Linked DNA regions of Oryctolagus cuniculus: region 2 is linked to region 1. A link is a contact called in public Hi-C data. All regions are on one chromosome and are shown on one strand. Each heading gives the region's core, a stretch centred on a gene start, on an enhancer-like site or on the middle of the called end of the contact. The rest is flanking DNA. Distances are from core to core; before and after follow the strand shown.

What was found. A called contact is a pair of places that touch in the nucleus more often than the background predicts.
Region 2: a Hi-C map of skin fibroblasts shows a contact between it and region 1, with 2.3 times the contacts expected there. The contact joins the promoter of YIPF5 here to the promoter of NR3C1 in region 1. A contact is called at or near these places in 2 of 6 Hi-C or Micro-C datasets (skin fibroblasts and an unstated tissue).

Annotation. Positions count from the first base shown.
Region 1 is chr6:30,841,776-30,845,882 of mOryCun1.1, forward strand. NR3C1 (nuclear receptor subfamily 3 group C member 1) reads right to left here and starts at 2,186. Exons shown (of 8, transcript NM_001082147.1): 1 at 1,012-2,186. The coding sequence starts at 2,186. LOC127490646 (collagen, type I, alpha 1b-like) reads left to right here and starts at 2,913. Exons shown (of 4, transcript XM_070075913.1): 1 at 2,913-2,917; 2 at 3,114-3,918. The coding sequence starts at 2,913.
Region 2 is chr6:31,620,771-31,624,695 of mOryCun1.1, forward strand. It overlaps YIPF5 (Yip1 domain family member 5), which reads right to left and starts at 2,249. Exons shown (of 6, transcript XM_002710278.5): 1 at 2,073-2,249; 2 at 1,431-1,550. The coding sequence starts at 1,540.

The DNA.
Region 1 (4,107 bases), core at 936-3,435:
AGGTAAGAAAAAATCTGAAATGGTTACATAAAAATAAATTACTATGTTTCAACAAAAAGACACAATCACTGTACTACACATTTTAATATTTTCCTTCACACTTAAAATTATACAATTTAGCTTTTGTCTGAATTCAGGATGAAGGTATGAGGCACAGAAAGTTACCCCTACCAACACCTACATTTAAACACAGAACTTTTTTTTCTGATGACGCCATTTCTTTTGAGATCTGACTGAATCGTCAATATACTTACAAAAGACTGAAGAAAAAGGAGGGAGAGAAAGCAATCAGAGGACAGCTGAGAATTAAAGCTTAACACTTCCGGCTGCCAGTCATCTACTTGAGATGGCAGAAATGCAGAGATCTCAAAGCAGAATTCTGCAGGATGCTGCCGCCAATTCCCTTCTTCAAGAGACTCAGCACACACCACCGGGCAGGAGCCCTGCTGGCCACAGCCACAGCTCACACTAGGGTCTCGTATACACCGTTCACTGCACTGCTTTAACAATCTCAACACACAAGTTCCTCTAAGAACACTGAGCTGCAAGAACAGGGCTCACAGTTGGCAACTGTAATAATCTGTAACCCTTTAATCTCCACACACATGCAAATACTATAGCACAACTTTTGATTATGTAAGCACTTAGCATACTTTTAATTGTACACTCTGAAGCAGCCAAGGGTACATAGTAAATTCATTATATTTCCTGAAATTTATATAATTTTTAAACATCTATTAAAGGGGGGTATTAAGTTTTTAAATAAAATCTTCAACCACTGTCCAAACGGATAACAAACAGCACCTTAAAAAAAAAAAAAAAAAACAAATGGTTCTGTACTGATAAACCTTTTAGTTATCTACCATGCCTACTTTCAAAAGGCCACTTCAACTTACACATACGAAAAAGCCCCTGAATCTCTGGAGAACAAATACAAATAGGTGAACACTTACAGCCATCAATCGATCTCAAGTGCACCACTCTTAAGAAACAGAAAATCCTCCGACTCACCTTGAATAGCCGTTGGAAAACACCGACCGGCCAGGGAAGTTCATAGTCCCCAGGGAAGTCAAGTTGTCATCTCCAGACCCTTGGCAGCGATTCCAATTTTCTGAACCAACAGGAATTGGCGGAATGACATTAAAAAGAGGCTTCTGCTCCTGCTGCTGTGCGTTCATGTCATAGTGGTACATCTGTCCTCCGGAGGTACTCACGCCATGAACAGAAATGGCAGATATTTTATTACCAATTATATTTGCCCCAGAAAAGCTTGCCTGACAGTACACTGGGCCCAGTTTCTCTTGCTTAATTACCCCAGGGGTGCAGAGTTCGATGAAATCTTCCTTCTCGGTTTTCACTTGGGGCAGTGGTACATTGTTGGAGTTTGATAAGATCAGATCTCCATTATCCTTAATTTTAGGTTTCGTGTCCGGTAAAATAAGAGGCTTACAGTCCTCGCTCGAATTCCCTTCCAAAAGGAATGGATCATCTTCTCCCGCCAAAGGAGAAAGCAGACAGTTCTCGTCCACCAACAGGTCTGACCTCCAAGGGCTCTCGCTCCTGTCTTTACTTGGGGACCCAGAAGAAAACTCCAAATCCTGCAAAATGTCAAAGGTGCTTTGGTCTGTGGGGTGCAACTTGGCACTGCCGGCGCTGCTGCCAGTCTGGCCCTTCGGATTCTGCCGTTCGGAGGCCAGGTCAGAGTGAGTTTTTGGAAACCCCTCTGTGGGGGCGGCAGACCCAGCAGCAGGCGCTGTGCTCCTGGGGTTGTCTGCAGCACTAGCCGACCTGTTGAGGCTCGCGATGCTTTCTTCCAGAAGCCGGAAGTCCGTTTCCCCAGAGGAAAGGCTGGTTTGGCCCTGCTGCGGGAAAGCCAGGTCACTGCCCATCACTTTGGTTTCTGTCTCGCCCATATACAATCCCATCGAGAGTGACACTGCTCTGGACAGATCCGGCTGCTGGGCATTGCTGGCTGAGCCTTTCGGAAAGTCCACCGCGAGTCTCTGCTGCTTGGAGTCCGGCTGCGCAGCAGGAGCCAGTGAGGGAGAAGATGCAGGCACCCTCACAGGAGCTCCTCCCCTTAGGGTTTTGTACAAGTCCATCACATTCCCGCGCTCCGCCGGCCTGAGCACACTGCTGGGGACCTCCTCTCTACCCGGGGGACTTAATGATTCTTTGGAGTCCATCAGTGAATATTAGCTACAAAAAAAAAAAAAAAAAAAAAAAAGGGTGGGGTGGGGTGGGGGTTGGGACATGGTAAGCTATAACCTCACATTGTCTCCGCGATCCGATTAGTAACAGCTTGTTAAATGAACCTTTTAGTTAACTCTGGAACAAATTCTTCGTTACCAGCAGAGAAGTTTCTACCCCGCAGAACAGAAAGCCCCGTCCCTGCTCCCACTCAGTGCACCCCATTCCAAAGTGCAGTGCAGTCCACCGCACAGGCAAGGGCAGAATTGAATGGGACGAAGCTGGGCTATTCAGCCTGCCACTCCCTGAACGTGCTGCCTTGCGCATCGCCGACATTCTAACTCACTACAGCTGAGTATTCTGAAGGTTCAGATTGATGTCAAAGTATTTCATTTAAACAGTGTGTTCCCATCAAAATTCCTCTCCTCTCAATCAAGGTGGTTTGCTTTTCTGAGCACCAACACAGCTAACATTTGGTGAACACTAAGCTCGAATTCTCTAGCCCCTAATTTCCCCCAAATTCAACCTCCCCTACCAGCTACTCACAGCTCCAGCCCTTTTCAGTACAATCTACTGGTGAACCAGGCACGTTTTATTAAAAAACAAACAACGCTGACGTGCTCCTTATCGTCTACGGGCTGGCAAAAAGCTCCTATTTTTAAATGCGTATTCCTGACCTGCTACATCTAATAGTGCCCACCTCCACATTTTAAATATATAAAATGAGGTAAGTTGTATACGGGCCAACTAAAACTTAAGATTTAAAAAAAAGCTCAACAAAATGTGTTGTAGCTTCCCACGACACTGTAGTTTATAGTTATCTGGTCCTTATAACTTCCCAACATCTAGATGAAACCTTATCGTTTTTTTTAAAAAAAATTTGCTTAAGACCCTCAGTACGAACCCCGATTTCTTCTCTCAAGAGTCCGCCTTTCCAAACACCGAGAAACAGAAGAGCGCAGAGCTGCAGGATCACGCCGGACCCCAGGAGCGGCAGTCCCCAGGCAGGGGCGCAGCCAGACCGGCGCGCAGTCCGTGCTCGGGACGCCAGGGCTGCCCCGAGCGCTCCGGGGACACGGCGGGCCAATCCCGTGCAACCCAAGAAAACTTTTTCCCCGCACGCGGACGTCAGCGCGGATGCAGAGCTGGGTGGGGGCCCGCACACCTCCCGCGGGCCGCGGCTTCCCCGCCCGCCCGCCTTCCTCGGGCAGCGATCTCCCAACACCGCGCGCCGATCGCAGCCTAATGAATTTCCCCGCCGCTTCCCTGACAGCTGCCTTCCAACCCGAAACCAAAACAATACCTCAGGCGGCGAAACGCCCCCTCCAGCGAGACCCGAACCCCCCGCGCGAAGACCGCAAACAGCCCCGCCACGCTCCGGGGGCCCGCGCGAACCACGCCGAGGGGGCGTCTCTCGCCGGGGGCTGCGGAGCCCCCCGCGCCGAGCCAGCACTTGCCACAAACCGCAGCACCCACCTCGGCCCGGGCGGGGAGGGTCTCTCTTCCCACAGGGGGCCCCCGCGCCGCGGCGCGAGCCGAGCGCGACGCGTCCAGACCTGTTGCGTGCTCCCCGACACGCCCACTCGCTCCGATAACACCAGCCCGGCCGAAGTCTCGGCGGTTGCGGGCGCGCTCGCCCTCGCCCCCGCGCGCTCAGCCCCGCACGCCCGCCACAAACGCTGCGCACCGGGACCGGAGGGGAAACCTGCGGGCGAGGAGAACCCGCGGGCGAGCAGAGCCCAAGCGCGGCTCGGCGCTCACCTCAACAAAAATTTTTTTAAATAAATAAATAAATAAATAAAAAACACACAAAACCGGGGTGTCGAGGCGGCCCCTTTGGGGGGAAAAGCCAACGAGACTGGGGTGCGGGGGAGGAGAAGGGGCACGAAAAAAGGCCGGGATTCCCGCCGGGGAGCC
Region 2 (3,925 bases), core at 999-3,498, 780 kb after region 1:
CGGTTCTAGTCCAGGCTCGGCTGCTCCTCTTCTGATCTGGCTCTCTGGCCTGGGAAAGCAGTAGAAGATGGCCCAAGTCTTTGGGCCCTTGCACCCGTGTGGGAGACCCAGAGGAAGCTCCTAGCTCCTGGCTTCAGATCGGCACAGCTCTGGCCGTTGCAGCCATCTGGGGAGTGAACCAGCAGATGGAAGACCTCTCTCTCTGCTCTACTTCTCTCTGTAACTCCTTCAAATAAATAAAATAAGTCCTAAAAAAAAAAAAATGAAATCCATGAATACTTTTTTTACATGCACTTCCAGGAATATTTGAAGACTTCACATAGCAGGTATTTTAACATACTCTCATTGTTTCACGTGCTTTAGACTTGATCGAACCACTTAAGGTGTCGGGGGGTTGGTTACATGAAGGATAGCCTATCCAAGACAGATCAGAGACAGAGGCTGATTTTGATTTCCTATTTTTCTAATTCTTGGGCTCTTCATTCAAATTTATAAACTCAGACACATTCTATTACTGCACGTTGCTCAGAGACTGACTGGGGTACACAACCTTTCCTCGCCCTTATCCTGGGATATTCTTCATTACAGGAACCACAGATGAACATAGGATGACATATGACTTGTCTCACATTATATGCGCACTTCTAAGGGCATTTAAGTGGATGTATGCATGTATTCCCAGGTAACAGGCCCAATTTTCACGAGATTCTTAAAGGAACCAATCCAAGCAATCTTGGAAACTCCTTCATCTGACAAGAGGCTGACAAAATTTCTTCTAAGTTCTAAGACACTATAAGTACAGTGTCCTAGAAGGAACTGGTAGAAAGCCTTCAACTACTGTATTTTGGTTGCAACTCACTATGATAAAAAGATCTTTTTTGTTTTAGGCAAGTCTTAAAGGGTTGGAGGCCCTCCCAACCTGAAACAGGTAACTTACAAGCTACTAACCATAATATTCATCATGTTTCAGTACCAGTAATAAACATGATAAGTTGCTATATTAAAATCACCTAATGACTCACAATAAGGAGCCACCCCATTAAGCAGTGTCACTAAGCATTTTCAACCAGCACTGATAAAGTCCAAATGTTGGACTTGCTGACTACCAAACCATCAAAAGATCTTAATTTTTAACTGGTCCTGTGGACAAACTAGCCTATCTTCTGGGCATGTAAAACTCCCATGTTCATCTACATACTACTGTTCCACTCAATCACATCGTAAGATCCAGCCGAAGATACCAAACTCTAAATAAGGCAATTCCTTCAAACCCAAACCAGAGTCACAGATTTCGCTGGGAGTCGGGAAAGTATGCAAAATCACATTCTCAAAAGGGGACACACGTGCACGCATTCAATTTTAGGCAGAACACTGAATAGATGCTTTCACTGCACTGCAGGCCAAATAAATTGTGAAACTTGAAAAGTTACTTGCTGTAGGGTCCTCCACTTCCTCCATAATCATAAGACGGCTGCGACTGGTCATCAATGCTGTAACTTGTCTGGTAGAAATCCGTGTTCAAGTTATCAAAGCCTGACATGGCAAACGATCTGCAATGGAAGGAAAAGGAGGGGAAATGCTATGAACATCCGAGGTCCCACCGAAATCGCTCCTGGCACTGTGCTCCAGCAAACGCCCCTAGAAGGCAACAAACGTCTCTTCCGTACTACGAGGGAGCAACTGCAGGGCAGCCTGGTTGAAGGACCAAAGAAACCAAGGCGCCTCTACTTCAAGGAGCTGAAATGCCTTCGGTTAGGGAAGGGCTCACGGGAAGAGCTGTTCCACCGGAGTCTACATCAGCCACGAGCAAAGCTTATTCCTCACCTCGGTACAGCGCTTTACAGCTAACAACACGGCTGCCGCCTTGCAAAACGGACAGCGGGCCGCCGGGGAGGAGATGCAGACTCCCGCAAGGTCGCCCTGAGATGCAGGGACCGCGTCAGAGCAAAGACCTAAAGGGGAGCGAAGGTCCCAGCGAAAGGACCGGGGCGCGGCGCCGAAAGCCGGCAGCACAGCGAGCTGCGTCGGAGCGGGAAGACGCCGCACACGGTGCCACGGTCTGAGGCACTTACCAAACGCGGAGACGGCGGCAGCAGCGGCAGTTCTAACTCCAGGAGCCTCAAATACTCCCCAAAACTCAATTTCAGAGCCTTCACTGGCCCCGTTGCTACGTGTCACAAGGCTGAAGAACCACTTCCGGGGCACGCCCGCTCGCTCGCGCAGGCGCCTTGACAGGCTCGGTTTTCTCTTCTTTGGTTGGATACTAGGCAGGCGGAGGGAGGCGGAATTCCCGAGATGCGCGTGCGCAATACCGATTGACTGGTCCTGTGATGGGCCAAAGGTAAGAGGGAAAGTGCTTCCGGCAGCCGGGTTACCGGCGGAGGCAGGAAGGCGCAGGCGCAGCAATTGCAGCTTGCTGGGCGGGAGGGAGAATACCTCAGTAGGTAAAAGCTTTGGGGGAAGGCGGGAAATGCTGGAGGAAATGGACGGGCCGTGTTTTTTGGACTTTCCGTGCTTCGAGCACTGTGCTAAGGAGTTTAGGTGTATTAATTACAACCTAATGAAATGGTTACCCTGTTACTCTAGTTTGGTAAGTGAGGCAAAGTGTGCATGCATTCTGTGCTGGCTCCTGGAGAGACTGTGGAGAATACCAGCTAGAGTATACACCCACCTCGAGTGGGTAGGAGAGGGCGAAATCCCATACATGCTAATGAATGGAAACTTGTAATCTTCTTGTGAGTGCCCCGTTATTCTTTGAAAAGCTGCAGTTTGTATCCAGATAGAAAAGTCGGGAAAGAAAGAGGGTGATGACTAAAAAGGAGTTAGAGGGGACAGGAGGAAAAGAGAAGGTAAAAGCAGGAGAGTTGACAAAGATCGGAGTATTTCAGGTAGAACAGCATATGCAGGGGCTGGAAGAGGGACTGTGTGGTGTGAGGAAAGGTATGACTCAGGGAATTTGGACCTCTGCACTATGTATACTTTAGTCCAGAGAATGCTTTGTTGTTGGTGCCTGTCTGGTGCATTATGGTGCCTGTAGCAGCATCCTGTGGTTGCTAAATGCAGGTAGCATCCCTACTCCCCAGTTGTGACAGCTAAAACTGTCTCCAGTCATTGCCAAATGTCCCCCACCCCTGGATGTGTGTGTCTCGGGGGGCAACAACTGAGTTTGGGAACTGGTGGTTTAAATGAACCAAGGTGGCTGAAACAGTAACCGAGGAGAGCCACATCACGTAGAGGCTGAGATGGGCAGGCGGGAGCAAGGAATGCACAGCCTTGTGGCATTTGGGTGTTGATTCTAAAGGAAATGTGAAATCATTGAGGGTTATGAACTAAGGGGAGACATAAAGATATTCCTTTTGTAAAATACTGTTTTGGCTGCTGTTACATCACTTTTTTAGAAACTGAAGTCACTTTCTCAAAGGGCTAGAATCCTGACTACTGGGGCTGCAAATACCATGCCATTCACTAATAATTAGAACTGTTTTTGGGGTTTACAGTACTAAAATTTACACCATGAACCCTTTGGAGGATGGGAGAGAGGAGAAGCATGGGGAACATACAGCCAGTTAGCTATATAAGGCCCTGCTAGATCATTTGATCTGGCCCTGTCAAGGCAACCACAGGTAGGACTCAAAATTCAATAAATCCATAGCAGGTTAATTTTACGTTGATAATTTTGTATGACCCACAAATCATTTTATAAATATCCAGATGGTCTTTAGCAGAAAACAGGTTCCACACCCCTGCCTGGGCTCAAAATCCTGTGGTCAGCAAAAAAGGCCATTGTTCTGGGACCAGTTTCCAAAGAAAAATAAAATTTCACTGGTTAAAACTGCCCAACACTCACATACTTCCCAAAATAAAACAAAGCAAAAAATAAAACCATACTCCCTTCCAAATAAAAATCGTAACAGCAAAAGGGCAT